Regions from separate parts of the Mus musculus genome. Here region 1 is linked to region 2. Evidence: chromatin contacts called from public promoter capture Hi-C data. All regions are on one chromosome and are shown on one strand. Each heading gives the region's core, a stretch centred on a gene start, on an enhancer-like site or on the middle of the called end of the contact. The rest is flanking DNA. Distances are from core to core; before and after follow the strand shown. Region 1 holds the start of Bcl9 (B cell CLL/lymphoma 9). Region 2 holds the start of Rfx5 (regulatory factor X, 5 (influences HLA class II expression)).

Evidence for each region. Capture Hi-C pulls out chosen DNA fragments and counts their contacts.
Region 1: a contact with region 2 is called in a promoter capture Hi-C map of liver, with 2.1 times the contacts expected there. The contact joins the promoter of Bcl9 here to the promoter of Rfx5 in region 2. A contact is called at or near these places in 1 of 39 promoter capture datasets (pre-B cells) and 1 of 9 other capture datasets (liver).

The regions. Positions count from the first base shown.
Region 1 is chr3:97,225,587-97,230,482 of GRCm38.p6, reverse strand. Bcl9 (B cell CLL/lymphoma 9) reads left to right here and starts at 3,119. Exons shown (of 10, transcript NM_029933.4): 1 at 3,119-3,265.
Region 2 is chr3:94,952,762-94,957,534 of GRCm38.p6, reverse strand. Rfx5 (regulatory factor X, 5 (influences HLA class II expression)) reads right to left here and starts at 3,427. Exons shown (of 10, transcript NM_017395.3): 1 at 3,284-3,427; 2 at 2,389-2,520; 3 at 2,150-2,183; 4 at 1,707-1,789; 5 at 1,144-1,263; 6 at 929-1,048; 7 at 733-814; 8 at 237-438. The coding sequence starts at 2,501.

The DNA.
Region 1 (4,896 bases), core at 1,870-4,369, 2.3 Mb before region 2:
CCTTATGAGAAGCAAGATTCAGTGCAAGGAGTCCAATCGAGTCTATGAAAAGCCTGTATTTTTAGCAGTCTTGCCATTTGGAGGAAGAAGGATTTCACAGAGTTGCTGGAGTAGCAAAAACATCACGAGACTTCTGTTTACAAGATGCTTTCAGAAGGATCTCTCCGCTCTCCACTCGTGTTTATACATGCACAGTCTGTCAGGCCCTTCGACACCAAAGGCAGGCTTTTGTCCAGCGAGAGCAGATGTGTGGACGTTAGAAAACTCAGAGAGCAAATACTCCAGTGAAAGAAACTATTGAGCAGAATATATGATATTTTAAAACGCATTTCTGTCCTGTGTGTAATATAGCTAAACTAACATTACTGTGGAGCTGCTAACCTTTACATTTCCTGATTTTTTTTTTTTTTCTTAGCGTGCTTAAGGTCTTGTTGCGGTTGCTTGTAGCCTGGAGTTGTGCGTGTGTGATCCTTGTCTTCATTTTCCTTCCAATTCAGTAAATCATTTTTGAACTTTAACACATGGTTACAAGAGAGTTTAATGCCTAGCAAAGACAGGTTTTTGTTTTGTTTTGTTTTTTGTTTTTTGGGTTTTTTGGCTTTTTTTATTTGTTTGTTTGTTTTGCTTTAAGTACATTATTGTCACAGTCTACCCTTTAGGTACATTATTGTCACAGTCTGCCCTTTAGCTTGTTGTCCAGCAGTGACCTGATCTGGAATACCCGAGTCATGCTGGCTGGTATTATGTCAACTTGACACAGCTAGAGTTATCTTAAAGGAAGAACTCAATTGAGAAAATGCCTCCATAAGATTCAGCTGTAAGGCATTTCTTAATTAATGGTTGACTGGAGAGAGCCCAGCCCATTATGGCTGGTGCCATCCCTGGTCTGGTGGTCCTGGGGTCTATAAGAAAGCAGGCTGAGCAAGCCATGGGAGGCAAGGCAGTAAGCAGCATACCTGGAAGTTACTGTATCGGCTCCTGCCTTCAGGTTCCTGCCCTGTTTGAGTTCCTGTCCTGACCTCCTTCAGTGATGGTCTACAATGTGGAAGTGTAAACCAAATAAGCCCTTTCCTCCCCAACTTACTTTTGGTCATGATGTTTCATCACAGCAACAGAAATCCTAATGAGGACAGAAGTATTTTGGCAGTGGTTTTCTTTTAGAGGAATCCAATCTATATGAGTCAAGACCCTTCCCTTACATTAGCAATCCCAAATACTCTTACATACTTCTAGTTTGATTGTCTTTTCTCATAGTCACACGTGATCTTTTCTCTTTTAGAGAGGTTCGTAGCTATGTGGAATCTAATTTCTAAAGCCAAAAGTTGACAGCTCCCTACCCCCAAACCCTTCAACTTTATTTCTTACGTGGACTCAATTTGCTCTCAGGTTTATATCATTTAGACCTACCTGACTCTCTTTTAAACTTATAAACTCAGTCTCAAAGAGAAAATATCTTGCCACAGTTGTTCAGATTCTAAGCCAGGGAGAAACTGTATGGAAACCCATATGGCCAGTTGTGAGTTTTGCGAAGATTGGAAAGTAGTGAGTGAACTTTATTATTTAGCGTTCTATTATATACCATCCTTTACGACAGCACTGCTCCTTAAAAGGGTACCACAGGAAGGTTCCCTATTTTATATAGAGAAAAGCGGAGGCAGTAGTGGCTGTCCTGGTTAAACCCATGTAGGTCTTTTGGCTATGTTGCTTGCTTCCATCTTCGGGGAGACTGTACATTCTCAGGTACACAGAATCCACTTAACTGTTAGAAACGCTTTGGACCAGTGCACAGAGTTGCAGGAGAATCCTTAAGATCAACTCCGCAAAGTACAAACTCGAAGATTAGTAGGGTTTTGTGGGGAGGGCAGACAGTAACGATGGCTGGTCAAGGCAGTAACACGGCCCCACAAAATAAGGATAACAGGAATCTGAGCAAGGCGCATTAACCAAGATGTGAAAAAGTGCTACCTAATGAGCTAACATCTAACTTCACAGGGGTAGTGCTGAACGCGTCGCCCTCGAATTCTCAACATCAAAGCTCTTCCAAAAAATAAAATTAAGTGAGTGATACTGTGGTTGGGAGAAGACCTGGAGGCCGGGGCAGAAGGTGCTCTCTGGAAACCATAGGTAGTGCTGGCCAGGCAGGGCGGGGCGGGGCAGGGCCCGAGGTGAAGGAGACCTTGCTCTAGCCACAGCGCCAGCAGGACCCCAGAGAGTCTGTTCTGGGAAGAGGGAGAAGAGTGCAAGCCGAGGGGACCAGCTTTCCAGAGGGAAGAAAGCCCTCACGGGCAAAGGTAGAGTGGACACCTAGGGGCGGATGGGTGGGCTGGGGGAAGCAAGGCGGAATCGCAGTGGAGAGGTGCGAGGAGGTGGCATGAAGACTGAAGACTAGGCCCGACCCTGAACGGCGGGCGAGTGAAGGAAGATCGGTTCCTTCTGCAGCTCCCAGTTAGTTTCTGTCAAAGATGGCTAAATTCCACTCTGCCCTTCCCCCTCCCGCGCCTTTTCTAATCCCCTTCGGTGGCTCCAGTACTGCTGGAGGCCATGGGGAGTCTGGGTGAATGAGCGCCGGGAGGAGGGTGAGGAAGGAAGAGAACCTCCCCGCCGCACCACCCGCCCCGTGGGTCCTGCAGGAGGATCTTTTAGTTGAAAAAGAGGGTTCTGTGGCTTTAAACCGGGGAGTGGGCGTCACCGCGGGGGGACCCGGTGACTAGCCGGGGCGGGGTTGGATGGGAGGGGTCATGCAAAGCAGAAGGCGGTGCCGTCGGGGCGGGGCCGTGGGTGGGCGGGGCGCGGGCGGCTTCTCTTGAGCCAGGCGCGGGAGGGGGCGGAGGCCGCGGCGGGCTGGTACCATCGATCGCCTTCGGGGAGGGGGACGGGTGCCATTCCCCCGGAGGGGGCGGGCCCTGGCGGCGGCGGGGCCAGGGCCCCATTCCCCGCCGGGCGGGCCGGGGGAGGGGCGCGCCTCCGCTCGCGTCCGAGGCGGGGCCCGCGGTACCTTTCGTGGCACGGTGCGGCTGGGGGAGGGTCGAGGGGAGGGGGAAGGGGCGGGCCTGGGAGGGGGAGCCGGAAAGGGGGAGGCACCGGCGGACAATGGAGCCTATGTGTGCCTGCGGGAGTGGGACGGCGCCGCCGCCGCCGCTGCCGCCGCCGGGGGGAGACGCTGCGCTGCTGCTGCCGCTGGTCCGGGCCCCGGCCCCCCGGGGCTGAGAGCAGCCGGGGACCGCAGCTCCCGCCCGCGCTCGCCCCTCCCCCTCTCCGGCCCGGGGTAAGTGGCCCCGGGGAGGGGGAGGGGCGGGCCGGCGCGGCGGGGGCCGGGTCCGCGTGCGCGTGTGGCCGGGGGGCCTCCGGGGGTCGGGGCGCTGGCTTGGCGAGTTGAGTCTGGAGGAACCTGTTGGGGGAGGCGGGGGAGCCTCGGGAGCTATGGGAGAGACCGGGGCATCTCTCGGGGTTTTAGAGGTTGTGTCCCAAAGCTGTGCTTGGAGAGGTTACCTGAGGGGAGATGACCGTCTCGGGGTCTTGGGATGGAGGGGCGATGGAGAGGAAAGAGCGCGCGAAATTAGGAATTTCGGGTTGAGTTTGTAAGACCCGGGAGATGCGTAGAGGGGAGAAAGGGGACTCCGCAGGCCAGTGACTTGTTGAAGGGTTGGGGGAGGTGAAAGCCTAGAGGAATGTCTTGAGTTGTAAAGGGTTCCAGCAGGTGAGTTGGCGACGAATGAGTTAGGTCACTGAGTCATTGTGAGGGTCGTAGAACACACCAGTGGTTTTCAAATTGGAACCCTAGAGGCTGGCTGGCCTTTGAAAGTTGCAAAGACTATTAAGATGTCACTGGTAAGTGTTGGGTGAGCTTGGTGAAATGGAGTTATCCTAAGGAAAACAAGTCGCAGAGTTGGTGGTTAGTCCAGAGGGAAGGACCACGGCCTGTAGTAGTACTGCTGGGAACGTTATGTTAAAGCTGCCAAGGATGAGAAAGAAAGCTTGAAATCTGTCCCCCAAGAGCCTTAGTCTGCTGGAGGTAAGGAAGGGCGTTTTTTTAAATGTTAAAAGAGTTATTCTGAGGCCAAGATTGGAGTCAAAGTCATTAGGTAGGGTAGTGAAATGGATGCAAATATGCCTCTGTGGACATAATCCAAGGCAGGATGCAGTGGATACAGAGTTACACTTTAGTTAAAGCAAGAACAAGTCACCCCCTGACAGTGACGTCAGCGGCCATGTAAAAAGTCAATTTGATGGTGCATTTGTTAGCGTTTGATAAACTGTGGAATTAAATGGTTATTTTGGCGACAGAGACCTGGGCTCTTGTGTAGGGAACACAGTGATGAATTAGTTACAGGAGGTGAGGAGTAGGTAGTGAAATAGTCAAGATGTTGGGAGGTAAGACTTGTTTAGAACCTGTGACTTGGAGGCTTTTAAGTCTGGTTGGTTTGAAAGTTTTTGACTGGACACTAGTCACCAGGGAGTTTATCATGAAGAAGTGTTTGTGTGCAAATCTGATGGTCCTGGGGACCAGTAACAAAGTCTTCTCTCTTCTCTTGAAAAGGCCTATACTATTGACAGGGATGGACTAAGAAGAGGGTCTCTTAGTTCCGGTGTTGCAAACATGCTTTGAGGAATGTATGAGTGTGTATATGACATTTGATAGCTTTATGACCTAGAAGTTGGATATTGAGCCTTGAAAGTCTTTGTAATCAGTTGCTGGATATAATAATTTCAACATAGATGATAGTTGGATGGGAAAGTCATTGGCCTAAAGATGGAAGCACAGTTTCTGTATAGTTTTCTATTTATAGAACAAGTATCATGGAACTGGCTCTTGAGCAAAAGGAATGTTTTGTTCTTGATTCCAGTTAGCCAGCACAAGCCAAAACAAAAACCAAACCAAAACAAAAAAACCCTTAT
Region 2 (4,773 bases), core at 2,178-4,677:
CCTGTCCATCCACACAGAAAGGATCACTAAGAACAGAAAGCAATCCAAGGTGTGTCTGCCCTTGTATTCTGGAAGGCCTAGAGAGCCGAGACGGACTCAGCATGTGGTGTTGGGAGGCTCAGGTGGGAGGACTGCTTGAGCCCAGGAGTTACAGTCCATCCTGGGCAACATAGTGAGACCCTGTGTACATCTCCAGAAAGAAAAACTAAAGAAAACTAATAGAGCAGGTCACCCACCAGCAAGCCCCCCGGCCTTAAGCACATGAGCATGTGCCGACCGGGCAGAGATGAGATGCTGCTGCAGGAGGTAGCGGGCGACCTGGACGATGGAACTGAAGGACCGCTTCAGGATCCGCTCTGCCCAGTCACAAGTCAGGGCACAGGCTGCTTCTACCAGTTCATCCCGAGGTGCTGGGCTTACTTCTGGGCCCATTTCTGGCTGGAGTAGAGAGAAACATGCTCATTCGGATTATGAACTAAAGTATTTGTCTCTCGACTCTACTACTGACTAAAGCAGAGACCAGGCTGAGGACAGCAGTAGCCTGCAGTCCCACCCATTTGAGACTCAGAAACTCCAATTCTCTTCCTCCCATGCTTCTCCCACAGGGAAGGCAGAAGGGCCCTCAGAAGCAATGTCTGAGTGACTCTGGTTTTCCCAGCCGTTAAAACAAGTCCTAAAAGCCTCTGTCTTTTACCTGGAAATGGAAAATGAGCATTGGAAGGTCATACTTACACTTTCAGATCCCTTCAAGTCGAGTCCAGGCAATGGTGGCATGGATACCAAGGTCTTCCTTCGAATGCCACTGTAGCAATATCTGATCCACGTTAAGGAACAGCCAAAATTTAAGCCCTGTAGGCAGGTCAGGCTGCTTGTATATGGTTCCTTTCCTGCCCAGGTCCTCCAGTCCTAATCTCTGGGTCAAGGATACTTGGACTGGCCCCGGCCACCGAGTCTTCGGGCCTTGATGTCAGGGAAGATCTCTCTGATGATTTTACCGAAGTTGGCTGTGCTGAGCGGGCGGCAACAGGCGAGGCTCTCGCAGTACTTTCTGAGTGAGCAGAAGGGAGAGTGACAAGGTATTCAGAGAGGGCAACTGGTGGATTCAAGGGGCACACTCCAGCAAGGTGTGCCTTCTGTACGCACCGATAGGCATCATAGACGCTCTGCTTTGGCAGGCAGGTATCCATGTGCTCTTCCAGGTGGTTGCGGATCCACCTATAGGCATACATATACTCCTCATTGCTGAGCAGACTTGGCTCTGAGCTGTAAGACAAGCCAAAGGGGCAAGCATGGCTTTGATGGTGCCAGATCGAATCAGTTTGTCCCAGATCCACCTTTCCCTGATAAATCGAGCCAAAGGCCTCACTTCTTGATAAAGGTTCTGAGCTATGCATCTCCTACTTCTTCTTTATAACTTTTTTAAAAAGATTCTCATTTGTTATGAGTGTTGTGCCTGCATATGTGCATGTGCACGACACGGAGGTCAGAGAGTGGTGTCGGATTTCCAGAAACTGAGAGTTATGGATGGTTGTGAGCCACCATGTGGGTACTGGGAACACAACCCGGGTCCTCTGCCAAGGGCAGCCAGTGTGCTTAACCCCTGAGCCATCCCTCCAGCCTCCTCGTCCTCATCTCCTACTTTTTGACTCAATACAGTGAGACTCAAAATCAGAACCTGTGACATATAAACACTACCACCAAAGTACCTCTTCTCGCCAACGCTGGGCCCCGATGGGAGCTGAAGGTAGAGGTACAGCTTGTCGTTGTCCGAGAATTTCTGTACTTCTTGCTGAGGCAGAAGGGAACAGAGGTGGAGAAATGAAGCCACGGGTCCAGTGAATGATCTTCTGAGCTCGACCATACCAGCTGACTCGATGTCAGGTTGTCAGAATGAAAGGGGACCTAAGAAATGACTTGAGGTTGGGTGCTCACTGTGCTGGCAACCTTATGGGCTTGTCATGGAGAGAACGGGAGAAAGGGCAAGGGGCTGGGTCTGATTTCATCTCCTACATAGGTCACAGAAGGATAAAGTATGATCCTCACACGTGGACAGCACCGCCTCTCCCCCATGAACCTTTATTCTCTCACATCAACATCACCCTTACCCTTCAGCGATGGCACCTGTATTGTCCCTTCCCAGCATGCTTACCAGAATTCCCTCTACTTTGTTCTGCACGGCCTTGCTGTGGAGAAGAAGAGAAAGCTGGAGGTCACAAGGTTTCCCCATCCCTTTGTCTGACTGCTAGAGACAGAAAAAGGACCAAACAGCTACGGACCACAGACCTCAGCCTGCCTGCTCTGAAACACTTGCCTGAGGAAGGAGTGCAGGGCAACAAGGATCTACAGCTGGGTCTGGAACAGGGTTTGGAGACAGAGACAATTACTTACGAAATGGTACCTCGGAGCCTTTGGAGGAGGGTGGTAGGTTCTCCAGCGTCAGCACCACCTTGGGGCCTTGCCCCAGTCTTGGGGCTCTTAGCATCAGGTTTATCTTCTGCCATCCCAGCATGAGGGCTACAGCTGAGAGAGGAGATCGCTGAGGATTTAACTACTACCAAGCTTCCTTTCTCCTAGAGACCCCAAGGCAGTCCTCCTGTCTCTACCCAGAAATACAAACAGAAGCAAAGCTTCCTCCAGTGGTTTTCCACACCACTTGCCTTCTCTAAAATTAGAATTATTCTGTTACTTTATCAGGCCCTTGTATACCCAAAGAGATCTCTGACATCTCCATTCTATATGTCCCACCTTTTGAAGTCTCCCAAATCTGGAAAACTGTTATGGGAAGGGATAGGGGTGGAGAAGTCCACGTTAAAAGAAATCTTACAATTTCTCCCAGTGCTGCAACACCTCCAGCCCCCCCCCCCCCAAGCCCCTCCAGCCGCCCCCCCTCAACACCTATAACGACAAGTCAAAGTTCTCCGATCCTCTAATAGACTCCTCGCCATTGATTTTGCCTGGAAGGTCGGAAGGGATACAAACATACTCGGCCTTTCCAGGTTTGAAAAAAACTGGGCCCAAGTTCTCATTACTGAGTCTCGCCACGGCTTCCCCCGCTGCCCCCCTCGCCGCGGCGCGGACCCTACGTCATCCCACGACATCCCACTCCGAAGCGTCCCCACTCCCCTCGGGCCCCTCCACCCCAACCCCAGGTGCTGGGCTAGGTCTCCGAACTCAGGGGGCTGGGCGCAGGAAACCCTGCGGGGAACAGGGTCCCAGATTCGGGCACGTGCGCAGGGGCAAGGAGCTGGTCCTGCTAGCTCCGGAGTGCTGTTGCCCCTCCTACCTCGGAACCGTCGCCTTCCAGCACGGACATTAGATAGGTGAGAGAGAAAGAGAAACTACCCTGTGGCTACCTCAGCTCCTGCCCAGCCCCACGGTGCCCAGCCGGCGGGCTCGTGCGTTGCTTTTATTTTTCCTTTTTCTGAATGGTTATGCCAGCCGCGATCTGCCTGGATACACGCACGGCCTGCTCTGTGATTGGCCGTTGCTGCCTCCAAGACGAAGGCAGTGAAAGTCTGCCTGGTAACAGAATATGATTGGTCGAGAGGGGAGGGAAAATCCAAAGTTAGTCTTATTTGAGTCAAGAGGGGGAAGTCCAGGTTGGTTTCGGTTAAAACTGGGGTCGGTTAGGTCTGCGGGCCCGGAAAGGGTTCTGTTCTTAAAGGGACCGCAGGATGAAAGCCCGGGCGCTTGGCTGCTTCTGGAGCATCTGGTCTTTTGCTTTCTGATCCTGTGCGTTGTAAAATCAGCGAGAAGAGGATAAGGGATCGACCGCGGGCTTTACTTGGGAAGATTTACGTAGATGCCGTCTAGGATCCAAGAACCACAGACAGGAGTTACAGGGTAGGAAAGTGATTGGCTAGTTGTAGCTGGGGAATAAGATGAGTTAAAAATGTAAGAAGGTTTGATTAAAAAAAAGCCAAACAACTCTATTACTGGGGCGTCGATAAGGACGTGGAAAGCACGAATCTATAAAAGCAAGTTACTTTGGTTGTGAGAACCAAATTTCTTAGGTTTCAGGAACTCTGTTTAAACAAAATTGGGGAGCTTTACAAAATGGAATGGCCACAGATAGCTACCATGTTTGATTGTTGCCTTTGGTTGTCAGAGCTGTCCGAAATAATCAGTAGGTGATATTTTTAAATTTTTGCTAGAAAATGATGTCTACTGATGGAAATTCGTTATAAAGTCCTGTAACTTTAATAAAATAAAATAACACAAGTTGAACCATTCGTCCTTCCCTCTTTGCTTACCCATCCCTGTGGCCAACAGCCTCTAGGATTGCAGGCTTCCCCTCATTCCACAAAGAATCTGCAAATCCTTAGCAGCTGTACCACATTAAGAGAAAATGTTTTTTTCTCTGTTGTTAGCCGTGGTATCGCCATTTTATAAAGTGCCTCCGTTCTAGTTAAGCCAAAGCTAATGCCAACTCATTTTCCAGATTTCTCCTCACCCTACCCCTCCTACCTGGGTAAACCACAGGAGATGTTTATTGGTTGCCTGACCCTGTCTGTCTCGCTACCCATAGCAACTGCTGACACAAAAGGAAATGGTATGGTCCTTCCACTTTAGACACTTGGCCCCACCCCCTCTGCAGGTATGCTCTAGAATAAAGCCTGTCTGTTGAGCCTCTAGTCCTCCTCTGTATTTTCTCCTTGCCCACCTTTGCCTATTCATGTTTCCGTTTCCTGGGTGTACTTCATCTCCTTCCTAGGGGGCACACTCCTGGAGTTCCCTGCTTGGTGGTGAACACTGGAATTTTGGTCAAGTAGA